2 separate regions of the Zea mays genome follow, and region 1 is linked to region 2. A link is a contact called in public Hi-C data. All regions are on one chromosome and are shown on one strand. The core of a region is the stretch at or near the end of the contact, and the rest is flanking DNA. Distances in the headings are between cores, read along the strand shown. Region 1 holds the start of LOC100274522. Region 2 holds the start of LOC100274274 (putative cytochrome P450 superfamily protein).

What was found. A called contact is a pair of places that touch in the nucleus more often than the background predicts.
Region 1: a contact with region 2 is called in a Hi-C map of ear, with 2.7 times the contacts expected there. The contact joins the promoter of LOC100274522 here to the promoter of LOC100274274 in region 2. A contact is called at or near these places in 4 of 25 Hi-C or Micro-C datasets (bundle sheath, ear, endosperm and 1 more).

The regions. Positions count from the first base shown.
Region 1 is chr6:167,487,773-167,493,225 of Zm-B73-REFERENCE-NAM-5.0, reverse strand. It overlaps LOC100274522, which reads left to right and starts at 3,372. Exons shown (of 1, transcript NM_001148879.1): 1 at 3,372-5,031. The coding sequence starts at 4,117. The coding sequence ends at 4,806.
Region 2 is chr6:167,106,294-167,111,268 of Zm-B73-REFERENCE-NAM-5.0, reverse strand. It overlaps LOC100274274 (putative cytochrome P450 superfamily protein), which reads right to left and starts at 1,911. Exons shown (of 3, transcript NM_001148638.1): 1 at 1,411-1,911. The coding sequence starts at 1,906.

The DNA.
Region 1 (5,453 bases), core at 2,123-4,622, 380 kb before region 2:
CTTTGCAGCATCCTCCCGGGATATGGACAACGAGTTGGCGAGGCTCAACACCCATGTAGCGTGGGCCTGGCTTGGAGGTGTTCGACCTCCAATGAGCACTAACACGCTGAGAAGGGCCATTCTGCTCCAGGTTCTGGACGCGGGAGGAAGACATCAAGGTAGTGCAGCACTATCCCGAAGATTTCTTCTTCACCTTCGAGCACCAGCACCATCGGGACGTTGTCGTGGCGCGGCGCGACTTCATCTACGGCAACATCGATATTTGCGTCAGACCGTGGCAGCTCCCCGTCTATGGTGATCGCATCGACTTCGGCTTCACAGTAACCGGAAACTCACTGCAGACCATCGCTTCACGGTAAAATCGGCTACCAGGCCCAATTCTTCGGATTGACTTGAATAAAGTTTGACCTGTTCATATGTGAAAGTACATTCATCCCTTTTATGAATTTTGCTAATTCAGATAACAACACATTTAAAGTCTAATAAGTTTGCTAATTGTTGAACAGCAAATTCAGTATGATGAACATACTTAAATAGTGTATAATGATCAGTGAACAAAGATTCAACACAAGCTTAAATAACCAATGAGACAATGCAAATGGATATAATGTGGTCTCTATATTGGTTTGGATATATGGACAAGACCTGAGAAATCACTATGCATAAATATGATCAGAAAAGAGATTGAAGTGATTAAGAGGATTGGTCGAGCCAAAATGAATAAGATATGAGAAATATTGAATTGGCTTGACCATATTACTATTAGTCCATATATTCTTCTATGAGAATCAAACTAGAGCTTGATTGATCTTAGCATTTATATCTATATGACATTCAAGCAAGATTCACAATATTGAAGAAATGATTCTCTCAATGGATTCTTAATATGATGTGGCTCAAGAATGACTTGATGAGATGAAAATAGCAAGGTAAGTGCTTCGAGGGACTAAGCGAAGGTGAAGGTCAATCGACGGTTTGTTGATCGAGGTACCATGACTAAGGTGAAGGAGAGAGTACTTACACTAAGTCAATTTACTTATCAAATATGAATATTTATATTGTGTTGATGCATCAGTAAAGTGACTTGAAGCCATGAGTTGAACTCATATATGGTGAAATGGTTCAAGTCACAGGCTCGATTTTTGTTTGCTTCAAAATGTGACACAAAGATGTTTGTGATCCTTACGAAGCAACACTATGTAGAATCACACATGAGACACTAATGACTCAAGGAATTTACTTAATTATATTTTATTTAACTTGAGTATAGGAATCGTTGTACTATCAAGGGTGATCCAAAAAGGTGTTGGTACTAAAGCCAAAAATCCTTGATCCAAAACTTCTATTTTACCCTTGTTAATCCTTAATGAAAATATGTAGTACAACCTTTTTAAGTTTATCTTGGCCAAAATTGCTCTCTGAAAAATACTGGTTCAGCCGGGATTCATGTTGGTTCAGCCGGGATTGAAATACCAGCTCATCTGGTTTCTGGACCGGCTCAGTCGGTTTTCCCTCTGGTCCAATCTGCTACTCAACCGGTGGGTCGACTCGAATATGTTATGCAGAAAACCAGCTCAGCTGGTTTTTAATACCGGCTCAGCCGTATTTGAGCACAAAAGTCAAACGACTAGTTTTGGAGTCCCACCTATATATACTCACCCCTGCCTCTCTCCCCCACACAAGAGCGTGCACCAAACTCCATTTCTAACCTCAGAAACACCTCCCACTCTCTCACACATATCTCTTGCCTCTTCCATTTCAAAAAATTTGAGAGAAATCTTTGAGTGAGATTGAGAGCTGTGGGTTTTGTGCTTCATCTCTAAATCCTTCTTGGTCTTCTTGATTCGAGCTTTGATACTACATCGAGTTCTTTGTGGATTTATTACTTTTGGAGCTTCAAGCCCCTAAACGACTAGGTGTCGCTTGTGAGTCTCCAAATCTTGTGAAAGACCACAAAAAAGTTTGTGTTACCCGCTCGTGTGAGCAAAGATTAGTGTGTGGGCTTGACCTTTGTGGTCGACAAAAGGAGGATTAGGGTTGAAAGTGACCTTTGTGGTCGACAAAATGAGGATTAGTGAGTGGCCATTGAGGACCTAAAACAGTCTAATTGGGGGCACTTCCACTCCCTTATGCCCTGATGGGAGAGATCAGCCACGTCGGCATAATGTAATAGGAAAGGCCTCATATCGTTGTTGATTTTTTTGATTTGGTAAATCTGGCGGGAAAGAAATGCGAGAATCTTTGATCTCAGATTCTCGAGACACCAATAAACTGTTGTAAAAATAGAGTGTGAGGCGGCACCCTGAAAGTTGGAAGAGGCTAGACATCTGATAATTCCCTTATCTTCTTAGATGCTTTTCTTAATTGTGGGTTGTTTTCGTTTTTCCCCCTTTCCTTAGGCTAGTGGCCCGTGTGCCTAGGATCTTATCCTGGTTGTTCTAAACCATTTTACCATGTCATTTTTCTCCTTTTCAATATATTAGGTAGATCTCCTGTCTATTTAAAAAAGACAGAAAACATGCATACATTAAAATGGTAATTCAAGAGAAGATGGGATGAAGAGGAGAAAGAGCGTGGGACAACATTCATCTAAGAATAGGGTGGATGGTCGGGCATACCACAATTTTGGGAACATTGGATGGGATCCTGAATGGAACGTGCCTAATTCGTGATTTTAACCAAGTTCAAAAAAATTCATAATTATTATTTTTTTTATCTGATATCATTTAACATATACTCTCTTCATGCTAATTTATAATTCATTTGACTTTTTTATATCAAATTTGATCGGTTTGTCTTATTCCAAAAAATCAAAAATCAAAAAAATCAAAACAATACTTAAAATATATTATATGATAAATAATATCACAGTGAAAACTAATAATAATTATAATATTTTTGAATAAGACAAGTCGGTCAAAGTTAGTAAACAATCAAACAAATTATAAATTGAGACAGAGAGCAATATACTTTAAGTATGAATTTAATTTTTTTATTTTTCGTAAAAAAATTAATAAAACGAATCGGTCAAATTGGATTTAAAAAAGTGAAATAAATTATAAATTATGACAGAATGGGTATTAAACAACACTTGGATGCTCAAGTTTTATACATAAGCTTTCTCCATTCTACCTCTTTATATAGTTTGATTGAATAATATTGTAGCAACTTTACCGACTCTTCTCTGCTGGCATGTTCGTGTTATTTATGAACAATGACGTGCATTGTCAACTAGGCAACAATATTGAGGTGCAAAAAAGTCCAACTGAAAGACAAAACCAGGCCAAGTGGCAGGCCACCGCAAGCAAAAAGATTCGGTCATTGCGAGCCAACAAAAACCTCCCAGCACTGGCAAGAACAGGGAATCGTCCCCTCCCTCCGTCTCCACCGCCCACCACTGATCGGATCACGTCGGCGTCCCATCTCCTCCTCCACGACACAGAACGCCGCTCCCTTTCCGGGATTCTCCTCTCCAATCGCAGCTAAAACGCAACGCACTGGATCGGACGTCGCCAAAAAGATCGGTGGCGACACCATAAAGAAAGAATCCGAGAAAAGGCGAAAGGGGAGGAGAGAAAGGGGAGGTACAAAATTTCTACCCGCTAGAGGTTAGCTAGCTCGGCGGCGAGGGAACGAGAGACGCCCTACCGTCGATTCCATATCGTCGCTCCGATATTCTGATGCCGGAATCCTGCTTTTCCGGCTAGCTTACCGATACCTCCTAGGTGGTTTCCAGTCCTCACCCTTCCAACCTCTACTATCTTTTTTTGTGAATTTACCTCCACCGAATTCGGGCAGCTCACCATTTCTTGGAGTTTGGTGTCCTTTCTCGAGTGTTTCCTTCCTCCCTCCCGGGTTCTACTGCTGAGTGGTGAGGTCTACTGCCCTGCACCTGCAAGTTTGTTTCATTTGTGATGTGATCCGTTAGTTTGCCCCCCAGCAACCGTTGCTCAGAAATTCAGTTCTTATTAAAGCTTCAAGACCCTTCAAGGAACATCTTTTAGACAAGCTCTTGATTCCTTCACCTCTCTCTCTCTTTTCAGGCATCTTTCTTGTGCGACTTGTCCGTTGACCACAGGCGGAGAAATTTGTTCTCGGCACACATTCTCTGCCACAATGGACGATGGAGCTGACCTCCCCTGCCAACTGCTCTTCTCCCACCCGGAGATGCCTGACAGCTTCGACGAGTTCTTCAACAGCGCCACGACGACCTGCACCCACACGCACAGCTGCAACCCGCCCGGCCCCTCGGTCGCCATGCACACCCACACGTGCCTGCACGCGCACACCCTGGTCCTGGGCAGCGGCGGGGAGGACGACGACGACGCCAGGGAGGACTCGGCGAAGCCGCGCAGACCGCTGGGGAACAGGGAAGCTGTGCGCAAGTACCGGGAGAAGAAGAAGGCGCACGCGGCCTTTCTGGAAGAGGAGGTCAAGAAGCTCCGCGCCGCCAACCAGCAGCTCCAGAGACGGCTGCAGGGCCATGCAGCTTTGGAGGCGGAGGTGGCGAGGCTCCGGGGTCTCCTGCTCGATATCCGGGGCAAGATCGACGCCGAGGTCGGCGGCGTGCTCCCTTTTCAGAAGCCGTGCAGTGTGGGCTCCGTGGCGTGTGCCGATCCTGCTCTGTGCTTCAACGGCAACTCGGAGGTTGGAGGCGGCTGGGAGGAGAGCTCAAGACCGGCAGCCGCGGACTGCAGGATCGATGAAGTGCGAGGGATGTCACGGGAAATTGATGTCCCAGAAGGCTTGCGTCATTCCATGGATGTTGTTGCGAGCTTCGTGAGTTCTGATCCCCTGGCTGAATGAGCGCGTTTGCCTGATTGGCAGTTTTTTTTTTTTGGGGCCTCTGCCAGTGCCAGCTTCTTTTGGCTTGCTTGAAAGGTCAAATTTTCATGTAATTAGAAGAATTGAGGAACTGATAATGAGTGGAACTACCTCCACTGTGGTCCATGCTTCTTGTGCTGGTGTTCAGTGTGTATAGCTGAGATTATATTGAACTAATATAAATGCACTGAACACTGTTTACATCTGAAAAAAGGTCATTTCTGTGGGTGCAAGATTTTTTATTTTATTTTTCTGCAATTACAGGACGACTACAAAATCGTCAGATTGTTTGTTCATTCTGCAGAACGTAGAGGATTTTTTTTCCGCCCAGAGTTTCTCTGGAATACCACTAGCCCGATTGTACTTTGTTCATGATGTGGGATCACGTAGCAAGGTTGTGGTGGTGTGCATACGGTGTTGGGCTTTCAGTACTGCCTTAACCCAGCTTAAATTTAGTAGTTGACCAGCTGTCAGGAGGATTCTGCTGCAAAGAGAAAGATACGGTCTCATGTCCAGGTTTATTGTCGTTCTGCACTGTCTGCTCTGAAAGAACTCCTGTAACTAGTTTAGAAAGGTTATTGCACGGATATTATACATTTGTACTAATACAACACTTCACTGATACTATT
Region 2 (4,975 bases), core at 662-3,161:
ACTACATAATTTTGCATTAATGGACACCTAAATTTTGTACATTTGTAAGTTGTCACCACATTTATACTATCCCAACTCCCATGAGTTGATCCCTAACATGATTTATGAGATACAGCTGATGACAAATCAAATTAAGGTTGCAGGTTTTTGGTCAAGCTGGTACAATGCCAACAGAAAATGCTTGGTAGACCAATAAGGTGGGCTATTACCACAAAGAATGGTCATCATACAATTAAAAAGATGCCAAATTTACATGCCACTCTCACATGTACATGATAGTCTGTTTACAAGCATCAACTCGGCCAGGGAGGGAATGACCGCCCTCCCGATATTATATTAAGAGACCAAAACATTGGTCCCGGCCAAGAAAACCCGCACCAAACCCTGCCCCCCCCCCGATCACTAGCAGGCCTGCGTCAACCGTCCACTCTGCAACGGTCCAACCGGAGAATGGCGCACATGACATCGTAACCCAAAAGTGGATGGGGCACATTGATGGGATTTTTATTAACCAAGCCTGAAAATTCGCCTCCGAGGGGAATCGAACCCGGGACTTGGTGGTGCTACTCGGAAGCCTTAACCACTAGGCTAGAGGCCCTTTCGCACTGTTTACCAGCATTACGTTATAAAATGTTTCTAATCTCTGTCTATTAGTTTATGAGAAGTTCTTTAACGGAGCATAATGTGGAAACCAACAAATTAGCTGAAACGCAACCAAACACTTACACGGCACCTAGACCAAGAAGAACAGCTCTGTGTTGCCATTGATACTAAAGCTCATAGAAATCCCAACCTAATTGTTTAACCTCATGATCTGGTTGACATAAAGTTTGGCTAAGGTACTGCAGCGGCTGTGGCTGTGATCTCTCTCACAAAATACTGCTCTAGTGGCTGCAAACAGCTGTCACTTTATAGCAGACGAACAGTTTGTCAGCTTAATGCAGCTGAACTGTTATCAGTACTGGTGGTGCCGCTGTGCAGACTAATTTAGCAAATATTAGCGATATAGTACCTCATTAACATCGTGCTAACCATGTGGACACCTTCGGTCTTATGACAAAATTGTCACAAAACCTACGAAATTACGGACCGAGGTTTGGCATTTTACTGAAAGATAGGCGTAAACTCGCCACCAAGCGGCCAGAAAGCCACTAGACACAGTAAATCCCACTATCCCAGCACCGCTTAAAGCTGAGTCAACACGACACAGCAGCTGCTCTGGTCACCAACCCACCAGCACAGCGACACCATGGCAAAATCGGGCGGGGTTGCCCGACCAACGAGTCTTCGCACGAAAGAATCCTCCATCTTTTTACCAAACACCCCCAATTTTGTACAAATTGCGCCTACCTAACATTGTCCGGGATCGAGAGTGAGAGAGGAACAGTGGTGGGATCTGAGCTTACTAACCCGGGGCAGTGGCGGCGCGGTGCACGGACTCGACCATGGCGGTGACCTCGTCCTCCCTGATGGGGCGCAGCGCCTCGAGCCTCCTGGGCGTGAAGAGCTCGAGGTTGCAGAGCTTGCGCACCTTGATGTAGTGCGGGCCGTAGTCGGCCCAGATGAGGTCCTGCCCGTTGCGGCTGAACCGCTGGGTGGAGCGGTTCCGCGGCCGGTCCGCGAGCTGCTGGTCGTTCTCCTTGAGCACCTCCTTGGCCAGCTCCGAGGTGGAGACGACGACGGTGAGGCCGGACCCGAACCAGACGGAGATGATGGGCCCGTACCGCTCCGCCCACTCCTGGAAGCACCGGCACCGGACGGGCTTGATCTGGCGCAGGTTGCCCAGGACGGGCCACGGCCGCGGGCCGGGCGGCAGGCGGCCGACGCGCAGCCGGTTGAGGAGCGAGAGGGAGAGCGGGATCAGCACCAGCGCGAGGCCGACGGAGAGGAGGAGGGAGGCGTCCATGGCTGCTCCGCGCCGGGGGTTGGTGGAGAATGGTGGTGCCGTGTTCGGCGAATTTATACGGCGGGAAAGGAAGAGTGGAGAGGCGGAGGGGGATCGGGGGGCGGTTGGCGGTAGGTGAGCGGGGCCCGCTGACTTGCCCCAATGCCCGTTTCCTCGTCTTCCCACTTTCTTTCAGCTCACTGTTTTTTTTTTCTTTAAATAATTTAGATATAAAAATCGAGCGTTTTCCATACCGGGACTAAAAAAAGGTTTGTTTTCATTAATATGATTCCGGAATAATATGCAGCTGTGTGCTCTGCAGGAATCCAAGCACAAGCACCTGCTGTTGTTTTTGCCCAAATTTCTGAGGTCCATAGTTGACCAACCCCTGGAGGATGGATGGATGGAGCCATGGAGGATACCAGGTGCTCCTGCTGATTTAAAGGCTTGTTGACAACTTGGGAGTGGATCGTACTGTTGACCGATCCCTTGTATTTTACAAGCCTTGTCACTGGTACAGAAGAGCACATGGCTAGAATGATGCGATTGAACCCAAGCCCATTCGGTATTCAAAATTTGTGGTAGACAGAGATAAAAAACTTTTGATCCTCAGATACAAGTGAAACTTAGATTTTTTTTTAAAAAAATGTAATTGCTACCTCCGGTCAATGTTGCCAAATTAGCCTATAGCTAGTTGTGTACTTGTTTTTGTAAGAAAGATAAGTTTAATTGTCGGAGTTAAAGAATAACCTTTACACATAAAAACATATGTGGTAAGTTAGACAGCGAAATAAACATATCATTCCTTTTCCTTTTTTGTATATAACATGAAACCAATCTTCATCTCTAGCTTCGCTGCTTGTCGGCTGGTTGCTGCTTCATCCATGTTTGGTGAGAGGGAGAACGGAGAAACGTGGTCGTTGGGTTCCTGTGGGCCTTATTTTCCGTGGGACGATAGGCCTTCGGGCGGTTTCAGCTGCAGTTAGGTCCTGAGTCCTGACTAGTGAAGCCAGCTCGAGGTCTTCTCGGGTCCACGTCCACCTGGAAAAGAGAGAGACAAATGACCACCCCACTCGCCCACGTGCACGATCGCTTCGATTCAACAGGTCGAACAACGGAACGAAGTGAAGGGATTTGAGTAGAGCCGCCCGTAGAGGCCCAAATCCAAGAGGGAGTGGTTGTGTTCGTGTTCGGGGACTCTGTTTTGCTGCAATTTGGCCCGGCCGCGCGGTGGTCCTTTGCGCTATTCTGTTCTGTGGCCTCTTCAACGGGCCTAATGTCCTAGCAGCCCATGCCTGGGAATTATCGGCCTGATTCTGTATCTTGATCAGATCTATGGCCCAGCCCAGTAGTATGTGAAACCGGAGCACGAGAGATTTTCCCATCTGACTTCTGAGGGAGCCGGCGTGGAAAGCTGCAATCACCGATCGAGACACCATACCAACCAAGAACCAACCAGCCCTTTCGAAGGTTGCAATGCATGACACTAACACTAGTAACCACCAAGCTCCTCCCCTCCATCTCGGTCATCTCCACGACCCCTCACCGCCATTGGCCATCCTCCCTACCAAGCCCTTTTCCGGTTCTCCCCCATTGCTTCATCGCGATCCCAGCAAGACGTCGTCACTGCCGAATTGCATCTCTATCCCTCGCTCTCATATGCCCCAAAAGCATGCGGGGGCGAATCGATCCGGCGCCTTGTTGTGCCGGCACCTCATTCCCCATCCCAAAACTCCGCTTATTTTAGGCAAAAAAGACGTGCGGGCGGTGACGCACGACGACGGACCTTGCCGTCGTCGGTGCTGTCTGAGTAGGGAGGCCTGAATAAGCAGCAACTTGCCGCCGCCGTACGTCGGCGTCGAGCAATGGTTGCCCTGAGCGAAAGCTCTTCTTTTCCCAGGACACAATTAATTGCTCGGTGACGGTAATGGAGTTCAGGTACGGTACGTTCTCACACGTACGGCGTACACCTCCCTCCCATCAGGTACGTACGTTTGAGAGCTCGATCGAGCGATTCAGGCCAGCAGGGATGCCCCTCCATGGCTCCATCTGCTGGTTGTTGTTGCTGTTGATCTGGTGCGGAGAGGGGCCCGGTGGTTAGGCTGCCAACGTAATAAAAGCACTGTTGCGAGTTGCTGCAAGTGTCACGTGAGAGTGGATTCGACGTGTAAAGGATCGGAGTTCAGCCCCGCGTCTGCGAACGAAAAGAGGACCGGCAGAGACGACGGATGTGGGATACTGTACCTGGACAGCTTATGCGGAGAAATGCTCGCGCGCGGCGCACGCACGAATCTGGCTGCAGGCGCAGGTTTCCTCCTGGTTCAGCATCCAGCATGCATGAGTGGACGACAAGTGGTTTCCTTTTCCATGCGACTACGCGAGACCGTTCCTGGTTGGGTATTGTTTATTATCAGTTATTATCAGCAGCAGGCCGTGATAATTTATCAGCTAGCTAGATAGCTAGGCTAGCGCTTATGATCTCTCTCCCTCTCCTCTCCTCTCCTCTCCTCCTGGTGGTAAACTTGCTGGTGATCTCGTCCTTCTCGTCATGGAGCAGTTGCGTATTTTGGTATTCCACTTGAAAAGTACCCCCCCTCCTCTTAAAATAGTACAGTAATTCTTTTTTAGACTAAACATATATTTATTAGTAAATCTAAGGATGTGGTTGATATGTATTATTAGTATAAGAGGGAGTATACACGAGTAATAACAGTTTTTTTTTCGGGAAATTGCAGTGCACTGTATTACTAGTCTAAAATCAATTCTCATGTGGATCATGATATCTCTCCACACCTACAAAAGTGGATCACCAGAAAGTGAACTTCTGATGGTGCATCTGCAACCAATAAAGAAGATCTGATGCGTGTTGTTAGCGAAGAGTAGCCAAGGGATAATGACATGAAAAGTCAAGGTACTAATTCATTTTTTTTATTGTCGACGGACGGAGGGGGGAATCTCCCACCTGATATATTGCAAAGGCATTGCTAAGACCCTAGGGGGGAGTACAGTAGACAGAGGATTACATGTGGGTAACGCCGAGGACGAGGGATTCACACCATGCCAAAGCGAGGCTCCTATTACAGAGTTTAA